Linked DNA regions of Ovis aries: region 1 is linked to region 2. Evidence: chromatin contacts called from public Hi-C data. All regions are on one chromosome and are shown on one strand. The core of a region is the stretch at or near the end of the contact, and the rest is flanking DNA. Distances in the headings are between cores, read along the strand shown.

The links. Hi-C and Micro-C count contacts between places; a contact is called where the count stands out from the background.
Region 1: a contact with region 2 is called in a Hi-C map of liver, with 3 times the contacts expected there. The contact joins the enhancer-like site here to the promoter of RHOB in region 2. A contact is called at or near these places in 4 of 16 Hi-C or Micro-C datasets (hypothalamus, liver and tail adipose tissue).

The regions. Positions count from the first base shown.
Region 1 is chr3:28,393,317-28,396,401 of ARS-UI_Ramb_v3.0, forward strand. No RefSeq gene overlaps it. Among named protein-coding and RNA genes, the nearest start is that of RHOB, 68 kb to the left of the region's middle. Within about 2 kb of position 1,820, at least 8 of the 54 cell types and tissues checked have an H3K27ac peak or open chromatin away from gene starts, as enhancers often do. A contact at or near this core is called in liver, where this site is marked.
Region 2 is chr3:28,325,651-28,328,527 of ARS-UI_Ramb_v3.0, forward strand. It overlaps RHOB (ras homolog family member B), which reads left to right and starts at 1,570. Exons shown (of 1, transcript NM_001127673.3): 1 at 1,570-2,877. The coding sequence starts at 1,613. The coding sequence ends at 2,203. LOC114114138 (a long non-coding RNA gene) reads right to left here and starts at 1,041. Exons shown (of 3, transcript XR_003588978.3): 1 at 986-1,041.

The DNA of each region.
Region 1 (3,085 bases), core at 570-3,069, 68 kb after region 2:
CACCAGCACCATGAGGCCCCAGAGAAGAACCTGGTGGCCATCACATCCTCTGGTCCTCAGCACTTAACAGAAAGCAGGGTCTGGGCCAAGCCTGGGGCACTTTGGGCGTGGACAGATGAACCACGTGTAGGAGATCCCAGCTGGAGCCAAGCCCAGCCCAGACACTACTGCTTCTCATGAGCCTCTTTTTGGAAAGGCAGGTCTCAAATCTCAAGTCCCTGGTCCATGCCCAGGTACATTTCACTGCTCTGGGCACGGCTCCGACTCTGAGTTCCGCTTCCCCAGTCAGAGAGGGGGATGAGCCCAGAACGTTCTGTGATTTCAGCTTGTGGGTGCTGGCTATAATTCTGCAGAAAAGACCAGTGTGTTTCCAGTAAAACACTGAGTGATCTAGAAAGCAGTGACCACCCCCACCACATCTATTCTTAGAAATCCCAGAAAGCGGTTGACAAGCTCACTCTCAGAAACAGGACGCTGGCAGAAGATAAGACAGGTACTAGTGGCAACCCCTGAGGTCCCCGCCCTGAGCTGAGAGCAGTCTGGGGTAGGCTCAGCGAAGCCAGCCAGTGTGGTTCTCAGGATCCGTGGCTGGCGTGGAACTGGGGCATTCTCCTGGCCTTCAGCTGTCTTTTTGAGTCCTTTGTTGATAAGCACACATGTGTCATAGGCTCTCCTTCTGTTTCAAGCAATTTTATCCTGTAGTCCCCCTGCTGGGGCCTCTGGAGGTGACCGGTATCATGGTTTGAACTTTCTAACCCTTAGTTCCTTGTCTTTGGCTTTGGGGAAGTGTGAGCCAGGCCACAGCCACCCTTGTTTATTCAAAGAAAATGTTTTGGGGGGTCAGGGAAGCCTGGGGATGAGAGACTCAGGTGCAGTCTGGGTCCCCTCAGGAACTCAAGATGGCAAAGTTGAGTGTACAAATTAACTCTTTAGCAATAAGTGTGAAAAGAGACCAGGAAGGGGATAAAGGGTTACATGGTGAAGAGAGAAATTTAGCGCAGCTAAGCAGACCAGGTGGGCTTCCTGGAGGAAGGGGCATTTGATTGAGATTTGAAAGTGTGTGTGTGTGTGTGTGTGTGTGTTTTTTTTAATTATTTGACTGCACTGGGTCTTAGTTGTGGCATGAGAACTCTGAGTTGTGGCATGTGGGATCTAGTTCCCTGACCAGGGATCAAACCCAGGCCTCCTAAATTGGGAGTGAGGAGTCTTAGCCACTGGACCACCAGGGAAGTCCCAGATTTTTGTTCTTTTTTAAATCTTGAGTATTGAAAGGGAAGCAAGGTCGAGTGAAGTCCCTGACAGAAGGGGCAGCTGAGGTGAAGCAGGTGAGACCTGGACTGTGTCAATCAGACCTGGTCGGGAGCCAACTGCTAAGGATGGACCACGTGGCTTTGTGGAGGTACCTTCTCCTCTGAACATATTTCCTCCCTGGAAGAGAAGAAAGACTGTGAAGATACTGAAACAACACGTGTGAAATGGCCGCCCACCCCTGCGGGTGTCGCTTCTGTCTGGCTCACTCGGGTCTGACTCTAGTGGTGGCTCGGAGGGCGCTCCAGGCAGGTGGAGACATTCCCATGTCTCTGGTTTGAAGGGAATCATTAGGCATCAAAGGAACACTCCTTGAGATAAATATCTCTGTCAGAGCCCTGGCCCCGTCACCAAGGCAGGTGACCAGGACTGCACGTGGTAAACACAACCAACAGCCCAGGCTCTGCAGTTCCAACATCCCAGCTGCTCTCCATCAGGAAAGGAGGCAAGGCCTGTGCCCACTTCACACAGAGCGCCTCAGGGCCTCGCCCTGGGGTTCCTGCCAGAGTCCTTCTTGCATCATACCTGGAGGCCACCCCAGCCAGCAAGTCCATCAGGAGGAATAACACGTTCAGTCAACAGGCACCTGCTTACACGTTTTCTATTCAGAGCTAATTGCTCAGTCAGAGCTCTTCAGACCTCAAAGTGGCCTGGGGCCTGGGTCTGAGTGGGGAGGTGCCGCTTTGGGGACACAGAAGCCTCTGCTGCCTCCTGGAGCTGAGCCCACACCTTCCCTTCAATCCGCAGGTGGTTTCGGAGAACAGACGAGAGCATACTGAGTTATTTCCCGGCAGACCAGGGTCTTTGTCCTGATGCACTGGGTTGCAGGTGGACAGCTCAATGGGTGGATGCTGGGAGGGGTGGGGAGAGAATTCTGATGGGGTACCTCTCACCCTCCTGGGGATGACCTAGCTATGGTCTGGGGTTGGCGAACCGGAGCTTAGCATAGAGGAATTCACAATGGCACTTCTGCGGGTTGTGATGGGACTTATAGAGAATATCTACCCTGACTTGGCTCTCTGGGGGAGGAAACTGAGGCCCAGGGAGAGGCCAGGCTTGCTGAGTTTCTCCAGTGAGTTTGTGATGTGTCACACGAGAGCTCACACCAAACCGACCCCTGTCTGCAGGTGTGAGCCAGAGATGAGATGGGTGGGAGAATGGCGTGGGGGAGTGGGGGAACCCAACAGGGGCCAGGAGTGGGGTGGAAGAGCCTGGGGCCTGAGCAGAGCTGCTTAGAAAACCTCTGAACTGGATTAGTTAATCTTGGCCATGGGGTTAAGGAGGAGGTGGGGTGGGAGGTAAGTGAGTGTGACTTTGAAAGGCAGCATGTGGGATCCTCGTGATGTGGGAAACGTTCTGTATCTGTATCGTGTCAGTATCTCAGTATCTTGGTTGTGGTATTGCACCATGGTTTTGATGTTATCACTGGGGTAAGGAGTACACAGAATCTCTTACAGTTGCATGGGAATCTGCTGCTGCTGCTAAGTCGCTTCAGTCGTGTCCAACTCTGTGCGACCCCAGAGACGGCAGCCCACCAGGCTCCCCCGTCCCTGGGATTCTCCAGGCAAGAACACTGGAGTGGGTTGCCATTTCCTTCTCCAATGCAGGAAAATGAAAAGTGAACATAAAGTCGCTCAGTCGTGTCCGACCCTCAGTGACCCCATGGACTGCACCCTTCCAGGCTCCTCCGTCCATGGGATTTTCTAGGCAGGAGTACTGGAGCGGGGTGCCAATTTACAACTGCTACTGCTGCTAAGTCGCTTCAGTTGTGTCTGAC
Region 2 (2,877 bases), core at 320-2,819:
GAATTTGTCCTACTCTTTCCCCACATCTCTGTTTTTGCTCAAGCTGTTCCTCCTTCCTGGGAGGTCCTCCCTCCCTTCCTCCTTCCATCCGCCTCCCCACCTCTTCTATCCATTAAGATGCTTTGACTTAGGCCCCTCTAGATCAGACATAAGTGTCATCTCCTGCAGAATACAAGGAGTAGATGAAACAAGTCCTGGTGGGTTGCCAGAGACTAGGTTTCTAGCACACTCCCCACCCTCAAACACACACACTAATTTGTCCTGTTCTAGCCTGCAAGTTTCTCAGCCCACCCATCCGGGCTTCAGCCTATTCTTGCCTAATGGGGTGTGGGGTGGTTGGATTTTATTGCACTACTTACTTCAGATAAACCAGGATCCAAATTAATCCTGCAAGCCAGGACTGAGGCTGCCCTTTTCTGTCTGGTTACTTCCTGAGTGTACCTGAAGTTCTGCAATCAGCCTCGACCTTCCCTTTTCACTGACCCTCTTTCCCTGAACCTTCACCTGGAGACCTTAGGCTGGGTGCCCGAGAAAGCGGTAAAGAGACTGGCTTGTTAAAGCCGGAAACCGGAACCAGGCCCACCCATAAGGCACCCTCTAGCAGATCCAAACACGGCCCAGGGAAAGAACCCTCGTGGAAGCATGGTGGCAGGCTCGACAAGGGGAGGGGCTGCTTCTAAAAGAAAAAAGAAAAAGAAAAAACAACAACAACAAACCACAACCTTGATTGGAAATAAGCCTGTGTGCGTGTGTGTCTGCGTGTCTGTGCATTTAAAAACAAAACCACGTTAAAGGAGCCGCTCCCTACCCTACAGGTCCGACCACCCGCTGGGAGTTTGCGAAGCAAGCAGGGCAATACGAGTGGGAGAGACTCATTCACGCGCCCACAAAGTGCCTCCTGTCTCGGAACCGCTCGCCCAGGCCCCGCGGGCTGCTCCGGGCAGCCGTCTTCAGCCCTTCGGTCCCGCGCGCAGAAAGAGCGAACCTTGACGCAGCCAGAGACCCGCAGCTCCCGCCGCGGCGGCAAACTCCCCAGTCGCCGCCTCTCCCAGCCCCGCGGCCTGGGCAGTCAATCAAGCCCGCCCGGCCCCTCCCGTGGGCTGCAGGGGACGGCCAATCAAAGCCAAGCTCCGCAGCGATGAGCTCAGTCGGCTTGCTTCCCATTGGACGGCTATATTAAGAAAGTCGCCGAACTCTTTAAATAGCGGGCGCTAGGGCCGCAGCCTGCATCTGCCGCCGCAGTCGGGCTGAGTTCGTGTTCTCTCTTGTGTTTTCGCCTAGGCCTAGGGAGATCCAGGAGGGAGCTAGGCCGCATCCGCTTGCTCTGGCCACCGTTTGCTCACAAAGGCGCCGACCCGAGACCAGGGGCGAGGAGAGCGGCCGCCGCTCGGGAGCAGCGCGGAGACGCACCGTGCGCCCTATGCCCCCGAGTCCCCCACCGCCCCCGCCGCGGCAGTCCGAGCACTACGAGGGAACGCGCGCCATCCCGGGACCTGGGTGCAGCTAGCGACCCTTGTCCCCAGCGCGCAGCCCGAGGTGAGCAGTGAGCGGCGAGCGGGACGGCAGCGAGGCGTTCGCGGGGCCCCTCCTGCTGCCCGGGCCCGGCCCGCTTATGGCGGCCATCCGCAAGAAGCTGGTGGTGGTGGGCGACGGCGCGTGCGGCAAGACGTGCCTGCTGATTGTGTTCAGTAAGGACGAGTTCCCCGAGGTGTACGTGCCCACAGTCTTCGAGAACTATGTGGCCGACATCGAGGTGGACGGCAAGCAGGTGGAGCTGGCGCTGTGGGACACGGCGGGGCAGGAGGACTACGACCGCCTGCGGCCGCTCTCCTACCCGGACACCGACGTGATCCTCATGTGCTTTTCGGTGGACAGCCCGGATTCGCTGGAGAACATCCCCGAGAAGTGGGTGCCCGAGGTGAAGCACTTCTGCCCCAACGTGCCCATCATCCTCGTGGCCAACAAGAAAGACCTGCGCAGCGATGAGCACGTCCGCACAGAGCTGGCCCGCATGAAGCAGGAACCGGTGCGCACGGATGACGGCCGCGCTATGGCCGTGCGCATCCAAGCCTACGACTACCTCGAGTGCTCGGCCAAGACCAAGGAGGGCGTCCGAGAGGTCTTCGAGACGGCCACGCGCGCCGCGCTGCAGAAGCGCTACGGCTCCCAGAACGGCTGCATCAACTGCTGCAAGGTGCTATGAGGGCCGCGCCCGACCCGCCTGCCCCTGCCAGCGCGGCTCCCCATCCCGGGCCCGTCCCCCACGAGCCCGGAGAAGGGGAGAACCTTGCCCCCCCCAAAGACCCCCACCGGACTGCCTGGCGTCTGCTTTCAGCCCCGGCAGCCGTGGCCTGGAGACTCAGGCTCTGGCACCCGAGAATCGGCCGCGTGGTAGGCACCCGGCGCCCCCTTTCCAAGTGTCTGTGCGTCCGGCTGTGTGGCACAGGCTTGGCCACCCCACTGAGTGCCAAGGGTCCCCTGAACACCATTTTCTGAAGAGCGAAGCCTCTTCAGGGTGTGTGGCTGTGTGTATGTTCGACTCCCCGCTGCCGAGTTTTCACCCCACGCCAGCCCCTGCTCCCCGGACATGAGCTTGGCGCCGGGATGCGGCCGCGCCCCATCGGATGTGCGTCTGTAACCAGTGAGCGCCTGCTATGCCCTGTCTGTAACATAGACCTCGGGACCTGCGGGAGGGGAGGGCTGGGGAGGATGGGGTGTTATATAAATATAGATATAATTTTATTTTCGGAGGTAGGATGGTGTTATTTAATGGTGGTGGTGGGTGGAGTGACAGGGCGCTAGAACAGCTCCAGCCGGGTCTGAGTGAGGCGTCATCCCAGCACGAACAAGACTTGGCCATGTTTCCTACCCCTGGGG